3 separate regions of the Mus musculus genome follow, and regions 1 and 3 are each linked to region 2. The links are chromatin contacts, called in public HiChIP or PLAC-seq and promoter capture Hi-C maps. All regions are on one chromosome and are shown on one strand. The core of a region is the stretch at or near the end of the contact, and the rest is flanking DNA. Distances in the headings are between cores, read along the strand shown. Region 1 overlaps Nod1 (nucleotide-binding oligomerization domain containing 1). Region 2 holds the start of Mindy4 (MINDY lysine 48 deubiquitinase 4). Region 3 holds the start of Ghrhr (growth hormone releasing hormone receptor).

What was found. HiChIP or PLAC-seq counts read pairs in DNA pulled down with a chosen protein or histone mark. Capture Hi-C pulls out chosen DNA fragments and counts their contacts.
Region 1: a contact with region 2 is called in an HNF4G HiChIP or PLAC-seq map of pancreatic cancer cells. The contact joins the enhancer-like site here to the promoter of Mindy4 in region 2. A contact is called at or near these places in 2 of 484 Hi-C or Micro-C datasets (the G1E-ER4 cell line and embryonic stem cells), 2 of 115 datasets of contacts at active chromatin or transcription factors (embryonic stem cells and pancreatic cancer cells) and 2 of 9 other capture datasets (adipose tissue and pancreatic islet).
Region 3: a promoter capture Hi-C map of adipose tissue shows a contact between it and region 2. The contact joins the promoter of Ghrhr here to the promoter of Mindy4 in region 2. A contact is called at or near these places in 14 of 39 promoter capture datasets (the 3T3-L1 cell line, 3T3-L1-derived adipocytes, the C10 cell line and 10 more), 1 of 484 Hi-C or Micro-C datasets (bone marrow-derived macrophages), 2 of 115 datasets of contacts at active chromatin or transcription factors (embryonic stem cells and pancreatic cancer cells) and 2 of 9 other capture datasets (adipose tissue and liver).

The regions. Positions count from the first base shown.
Region 1 is chr6:54,955,185-54,957,884 of GRCm38.p6, reverse strand. All of the region lies in intron 1 of Nod1 (nucleotide-binding oligomerization domain containing 1), which reads left to right. Among named protein-coding and RNA genes, the nearest start is that of Nod1, 16 kb to the left of the region's middle. Within about 2 kb of position 1,329, at least 136 of the 459 cell types and tissues checked have an H3K27ac peak or open chromatin away from gene starts, as enhancers often do. A contact at or near this core is called in adipose tissue and pancreatic cancer cells, where this site is marked.
Region 2 is chr6:55,201,965-55,204,664 of GRCm38.p6, reverse strand. It overlaps Mindy4 (MINDY lysine 48 deubiquitinase 4), which reads right to left and starts at 1,282. Exons shown (of 18, transcript NM_001142781.1): 1 at 1,096-1,282. The coding sequence starts at 1,158.
Region 3 is chr6:55,374,873-55,377,572 of GRCm38.p6, reverse strand. It overlaps Ghrhr (growth hormone releasing hormone receptor), which reads right to left and starts at 1,278. Exons shown (of 13, transcript NM_001003685.3): 1 at 1,132-1,278. The coding sequence starts at 1,188.

The sequences.
Region 1 (2,700 bases), core at 80-2,579, 250 kb after region 2:
AATAGTTTTCTGGGAAAGGCTCGTCTCAATCTGTAATCTCGTCCTCTGGTATTGCAACAGCAACTTGGAGAAAGCTGGGGCGATTTATTTGGAAAAATACAGAGTTTCAAAAGAATGAATGAAGGTTCCCAACAGCAGGGCGTGTCAGGAAAGGGCAGAGTCATAAGGCCACTGGGGCTGATGGGGAATGACTTCTTTGAGTGTTCTCTTCTTGATTCAACCCAAAAAAGTAGATTGCTACTTTTAAATGGCAATCCGTAAGTTACTGCTGTATAATATAAAGCAGTGCTTTTCAGCTAGGCATGGTGGTGCATGCTTTTATCCCTGACGTATGGGAGACCCAGGCAGAAGGATCTTGAGAGCTCGAGGCCACAATGCAGTACACAGTAAGGCTCTCTCTTAACATGAAACTAAAACAAACATAATGCTCATAGAACATTTCAGATTTGAAAAATATAGGTTGATGACACTTGGCAAATATGCATGTGTGTGTGTGTGTGTGTGTGTGTGTGTGTGTGTGTGTGTGTTTATATATATGCTCTTCCCTCAGTGTCTGCAGGGATCAGTGTCAGGATACTCCAAGGAAAACAAAATCCACCAGTGCTCAAATCCCTGATACAAGACAGAGTGATTATCTTCATATACCTACACATACCATCCTGAAAATTTAAATCATCTTTAGATTTTTATGACACCTAATGCATTGTAAGTGCTATAAAAGTGGTTATAGCATTCGATTCAAGAAACAATGACAAGGAAAAATCTACAAATTCTTCCATGTTTAGTGAGGTGCGATATTTTTCTGAATATTCTTGATCCATGGTTGGTTGAATCTGAGAATGTGGAATTCACAAATGTATACACACTATACACACACACACTACACACTACACACTACACACTACACACTACACACACACACACACACACACACACACACTACACACACACACTACACATACACTACACACACACACACACATACATAGAGCTCTCACTCAAGATATTTCTATGTCCCCAGGAGTTTGCATGGCTGTTGTTTTGCAACCCGTGTCTCCCAGCTACCATCTCTCGGCTTCTACACAGAGCCATACAGTGTATTCTGTTTTATTGAGTCTGACTTTCCTCAGCCTTGAATCTGACAGCAGTGATGTATTTTATTGCACTCACATGTGCCTGGTGCTGAGTTATGTGTCTGTAGACACTGCTCTGACTCAGTCATTCAATTCCTCTGGGAACTGCCAACTCCTTTCTCACTGTCAACAGCAGGGGCCTTGTTGGAATGAAACAAAACCAAAACCCTGTCAGAACTTCTGATTCTCCTCACAGGGCAGATTTCTTAGAAAGGGAAGTTGCTAAAGACACTTCTCAAGGCTGTTGATGCCTAGTGTTGAGCAGTATCAGCTCACCACAAGGAAAGGGAGAAAAATAAAAGCAAACCCTGAGCCCTTGGCTCATTTTTGTCTGTGGACTCTCAACAGCTTTGTTAAGACATCAGATGAGGCCACAAGTCCAGAGTGCTTGAGAGCAATCTTTCCACTCCATCAGCTAAAACTAGTGCCATTCAATATGTCACACATATGTCCTCTGATAGATCTCAAAGCCCTCAAAGTTAGATGTTACTAAGATAAAACCTGGTCCTATAAAATGTCCTTGGAAAGCTCCCTCAGTTTGTGAGAGTGACACCATAACACCTGCTCTCAGTTGACTTCAAACCTACCAACAGTGGAGGTCACACAGCAGAAAACCTCTTCTAGCTTCCCCCTAACTGTGGGTAACACCTCTCATGTGTGAATTCTGACAGTAACATTGCCTAATTACTTTGCACCATTGACTCTTAACTTGGAGTGCAAAGTCTAGAAAAAGAGAACACTCTTTATAGCACACCTTAACAGGACCTCTCATGTACCTCTGGCAAGAATTTAGGAATGTGATGGGGAAAGCCATTGTACTGACAGTGATACCCAGTGGTGGGATGTTATGGTCCTAGCATTGTAGACATTGGACCAAGCAAGGTGTTATATACAAGACTAGAAAACTGCTTCATTAAAACTGTAGCTTCTGGGCAGAAGGAACTGACAGGGAACTAAGTTGCAATCAGGCTATGTACTGACAAAGGGCAGTAGGTTTCTATTTCAAGAGTACAGAGTTGCAAAATTGCATCTACCACCTGCATATTTTATCCTAATTTTTCTATTTCATGTCCCACCCTGCGTTCTGCTGCCCGAGGTCTCATTTTCAGGCCACATCCACGGCCTTAATTTGTTTCTTTGGTTGTTTCCTTGGGCTGTCTGGACAGGATCTCCCTTCAACTCCCATCCTCAAGGCTCCATATATAGAGCTGGGAAAACCTCCCCCTACAGAGTGGCCTAGCTCTGTAAAGTCAACCTCTGCCATTCCTCCTGCCTCTTCTCCACCCTTTCCTCTCCCCCCCCCCTTCTCCAGCCCTCCCTTTCCCTTACTCCTCTGCTGTCCCTACTACTATCTACCCTCAGCTCCCTTGCCTTCCACTGGCACCCCAGGGCCCACCGTTTGGCAGGTTGTGACCTGGGAGACGCTTGGCTCTCTGTTTCTGGTGGCACCAGCTCATGCTTGGTCACTCTCTCTGAGGTGTCTCATGGCAGTTTGCTCTATCTCTGGCTTTGGTTTATTAGGCAATGTTTTTCTTTGTTTCCTTTTTTATGTCCACCATAACTTCCT
Region 2 (2,700 bases), core at 33-2,532:
ACACACAGGGTGGCAAAGGCCTGTGGTGATCACAAGGTCTCTGTCCCAGAGCAGAAGCAGTGACGAAAGTAATTACAACTGTGCATGCTGGTATGCCCCCGTACTTCCGAATACAGGAGTCAGAGGCAGGAGAATCGAGAGTGTAAAGACAGTCTGGGCTACACAGAGAGTTTAAAGAGAACCTAGGCGCTGCCTGGGCATCACTAGTGCTCACTCATCAGACATGAGTGGACTGTAAAAGTTCCCGTTAGAGAGAAGATGAGGTAGTAACGTCAAACTTACATTTCAAACTAATAGCACATACCTAAACTTCCACCATCTGACCTCAAATCCTTTTCCTTTGTTCCATGCAAACACACACACACACACACACACACACACACACACACACACACACACACTCACACATACGCACGCACACACGCATGCATGTTTCAATCTCAAATTAGTGCCCCTTGGGCCAGCTCAATATGACATCATGTGGAAGCACAGATCCCTAGTGTATAGTCCTCAGCCCCTTTGTGTAAACTACAAGCCAGTGTGGGACTCCTGGAGTCTAGGAAGTGCCTTCCTCTCCTAGACCCCCATGGGGGACTCAAGAGCCTCCCTAACTTGTAAACACTTTGAAAACTCTTCTGGCAGTAAGAGAATTTACATAATTCCCCCCACAAAAGCTCATTCAGCAGCTAGAATTTCCATCATTGATTAAAATGATCAAAAGGACTGCCTGTCCAGAACTTTCCTTTAGAAAGTTCTTTTCTACAGACATGTCCTGTGCTCCTGGCTGGGAGAACTTGCTCCGCCCTGGACACCCTTGCCAATCTGGCACTGCTGTGACAGAGGGGACCAGGGGAGGGCAGCCAAGCAAGCGCAGGCCTGGCTTTGTGGACGTGCCCTTGCATTAGGGAGGGCTGGCTTCTGGGAAATGTAGTTTCCTTGTCCCGAGAAAGGGGCGCTCTTGGGGAAATCTCTGAGGCGAACAGAAGGCATGGAATGCTCCCCCCACCCTCGAAGGTGCAAAGATGCTAATGGAAACCACTGGTTGCCCCCCAACTTAAGAAGATACTAGTGGGTTTCGGAGTGTCCAGACATTACCTTTCTGCTAAGAAACTCCCTGACCAGGGAGGCGGCCACCTCCTCCACGTACAGACTGTCCATGCTGCTAGCGCTGCCCACGAGGCCACGCGGCCGCCTGCAGCCCCAGGCCCCTTAATCCGTTGGGCCCAGTAAAGCGGCGTTGCCGTGGCGACGGTGGCATCCGCGCCAGGAAGAACTCCTCCCCTTCCTGGGAAACAAGCGTTCTAGGAGGGCGGGAGAGAAGGGAGGGAGGAGCATCCTCCAAGCCGCTACTCTCTGCCAGTTGCTGTGCCAGCAGCTGAAGGCGGGACTTAGCCTATGAGTTCTGGGCGCCGAGTTGACTGACTCTGGTTTTTTGTGGTGGATGTCACTGGCCTAATCAAAGGTTCTATTTCTCCATACACAAAATGGGAAACACGCCCTACCCTGTGGTTCTTAAAGTCTGAACTGGCAGGGAAGCAGGGCCCTGACAGTCCACCCTCAGGATTGCAGTTACCTCCCGGGTTCACTTGAGACACAGACTTCAGTGTTCTGGCCTCTGTTATGGCAAGGGCGCTTAGACTCCAATTTCTGGCATCTAGAAACTGGAAGGATGGGAAACTGCCGAAGCCCAGGTCTTTGCCAGTCCCTTGGGTAGCACCTCAACTTTCTCCAGGACTGTACTTTGCCTGTTGCGTTGGTTTGCTGGGGCTGCTATAATAAAACGCCGCAGACTGTGGCTTCAACAACAAAGTTACTACCTTGCAATCCTGTATGTAGCCTGCAAGCTGGTGAACAGGTGGCACCAGGGCTTTTATGGCTCGAGTTCCCTCCCGTTGACATCTTCTTTCTGTGTCTTTACAGAGCCTCCCTCTAAATGTATCTGTGTGCTATTATTCATCTCTTCTTAGAACACTGAACACAGTTAAGTGTTCACCATAACAACCTCCTTTAATGTTACTGTACCTCCAGATAAGTCACATTCTAGATGCTACAAGGCATTAGGACCTCAACTTAGGAACGTTATGCTCTCAACTCAGCACATATCACCCACACTCCTACATACAAATTATTTTCTCTAAACTAATGTTTCTTATTTTTTTCTTAAAATTGTTTCCAGGCAGTGATACTCACAAAATCTTAGGTTTGTATGATTATTCAATTCTGAGAAACCTTAAAACATTTATAAAATTAGAAAGGTATGTTGTATGTAAGATTGTCTCACAGCCAACGGCACATGCACTGTGTCTGGAGACTTCATGGTCCGCTTTGGTGTCCTGAGGATGTCATTGTATTAGGACAGTTATAATTTCCAGGCATCCTCACCGTCTAACCCTCCAAGGAGGTCTCTGCAAACTCACCTTAGCTGCATGTGGGTAAAGTGAAGATAGCAATCAGGAACCTTGCCAGGGGACCTGCTATTTCAGATGTAAGGACACACTAGTAAATGTGTTATCATTTAAAGCGCAAGGCAGACTTTCTTACATAGACATAAGTAAGACAAGAGCTTGCATGTCAAAAACCGGTAATTGCTTGTCTTCGTTTTGTTTTCTGTTGCTGGGACAAAATACTGTGATCCACAGTTGTAGGTTTCAGATCCATCACAGAAACAGGAGCTTGAGGGAGTTAGTTGGTCAGATCACA
Region 3 (2,700 bases), core at 29-2,528, 170 kb before region 2:
CAGCTCTCAAGATTTAACCAAATGCCCTTCCTTGCAAGATTCATATACATCTCGCTTTCTCTCTCTGTATCTTTCTGTCTCTCTGTCTCTGTCTCTCTCTGTCTCTGTCTCTCTCTGTCTCTCTCTGTCTCTCTCTGTCTCCCTCTGTCTCTCTCTGTCTCTCTCTCTGTCTCTGTCTCTGTCTCTCTCTCTGTCTCTGTCTCTCTCTCTGTCTCTGTCTCTCTCTGTCTCTCTCTCTCTCTCTCACACACACACACACACACACACACACACACTCGGGATTTTCCCTATCTACCCCAGCTATTGAATGACTCCTCTGGTGTAGGGTTCCCTCCCTGAAATGGAGCTTTTGAGATTCTGTGTACACAGAGGAGGACATGAGTCTTTTGTACCATATAGGGAACTTATAGAACTTACCTGTGTGACACTCACATGCCAGCTGCATGACACTCTCATGCCAGCCCTGGACAGGTGAGATCACTTATCATCCCCTCCCCGCGGCATGGTAGCCCTAGGTCCGCTGACCTATAATCCTCTGCATAGCTCAGACTGACATCAAACTCATGATAATCGTCTAGTGTCCACAAAGGCTGAGCCACCACATCTAGCCCAAGTCTCTCTTTTTTTACACAGAGGCAAACGAAAGCTCGTGTCACAGAGTTCACTTCACGGTCTGAAGATGCCAGCCTCTTGATTGAAGGACAGTGAGGTACTGGGACGGGTGGTCACCCCTGGCAAGGCAGTAGAAGAAGGTAGCCTCCGTTCCCGTATGCTCCCACCTAGTGACTTGTGACTCCTCCCCTCTTGGCCCTGGATGCTACTGACAGCAACCCAGAAATTCTGCTGGAAAGTTGGAGCACATTCAAGGAAGCCTCCTTTCTTGGCTTCCCCATGCCCCTATACACAGGCCAGGGAGCAGTAGCTGGTTTCTGAAGCTCCTCCAAGCCTGGCTCTATGAAAGGAAGAGTTCTCAAATATCACAGCTGGAAGAGCTGGCATTCACGACATCTTCAAGCCCCACATGGTCCTAACATTAGTCAGGGAAGGAAGGAGGGAGCCACCAGACTCAGGAGTTCCCCCACCACAGACTGCCACCACCCAAGAGAACAAAGGTCTGAGTTGGCTACTTACAACTCCGCACAGGCTCAGCAAGCAGAGGATACGGGTAGCCCACATCAGGCCATCCATGGCAATGGTGTCTGCAGTCAGCCTTCCCTCCCAGGCTGTCTCTGGTGATGCCACCTAGCTGCATCTCTGCTGCCTCACCTTCCCAGTAGCAACTGGTGTGGGCGGGGCCAACAGAAGGGACACCCAGCTGAATATTGAACGGGATGGAGGGACATTGTGTTACCGCCAGCCCTAAATGGGACTCCGTGTCCTCAGCAGGGGGTGGCTGAGCTCTGCTACACCACCTTGATGTCTGAGTATACCTATCCTGACAGTCAGAACCCAGAGAACACAGACAGGGCATAGAGAGGTGACAGCCACAGGAATCCTCCACTTAGTCAGGATGCTTTCCCTTTGTTTTTAGAGCCCAGTTCACCAATAGCCTTACTCAGAGAGGCCTCCTATACCTGCACCAGAAATACAGGACCTCAGAAAATAAGGTGCCCAGGGCTGCCCCAATGTTTTAAGGAGCCCCAGATTGGTTGATGCGCTTAAGTCTCTTTCACAGGGCTGGAGGGTGAGCTGAGAGGACCAACGAGAAGAGGGGCAAGTGACAGGGGAGCCTGGAAGATTTGAATGAGCCTTATGAAAAGTGACTTGAAGGACTGGGGTTGTGGCTCAGTGGTAACGCACTGGGTCAACATGTGTGTGGCTCCAGGTTCAAATCCCTGGCATCACAAAACAGTCAGTCAGTCAGTCAGTCACTAAACACAGTTTATGCCGCCCAAGAGTGTGCCGCATGGTTTACCTGACAAGGTGACAACTGCAGCATCAAAGCCCCCAGCTTCACATGGGGCTAGGCAGAGTTTCTGATAATCCCCTGTCCAGAGGGGAATCTGAGGCTAGTTGGAGGACTCTCAGAGGGATCCCAGGAGTTGGGACACTCAAGAGGGGCAGGGCATCTATGTTCCATTATCAAAGTGAAGAGACGCACTTTCATTATTTCTACTTTAAAATACAAGCTCTCAATTGGCCAGGCTACTGGCAATGTCCTAAACAAGACTATATCTTGCTCAGCACTTGGAACTTGAAAGTGAATGTCACCTTTGACAACCCTGAATGACGTGGGAGCTAAGGGGTCTTGATCACTGAACGGCCATATCCAGTTACAGGGCTGTCGGGATCTGTGCTTGGGGTGCCAGATGTGTTTCTACTGAACCTGTGTCATGAATGTGGAAAGCCTCCCACCACCACATCTGCATCTGGGGATCATTTGACATCAACGGGGCTTTATTTTTCCACCCTTAATCGTTGTCAACAAAATGCTGAAAATATTTTCTGCACATGTGGCCCAGCGTGGGTGGCACACAGCACACAGGGCTCCTCTCTTGCAGGCTGAGGAGACTCAGGCAAGAAGTAATCAATGACTACAGAGAAGACGTAACTAAAAAAGGACAGAGGCTACCACACCCAAAGAAGTGCATGATTGATCATGCTTGACAATTAGCATCTCCCTGACCAGCATTAGTGGTATTAATAATCGATACCAAGAATTCATAGCAGTTCATATTATTTAAATGAGTGGCACTTAAC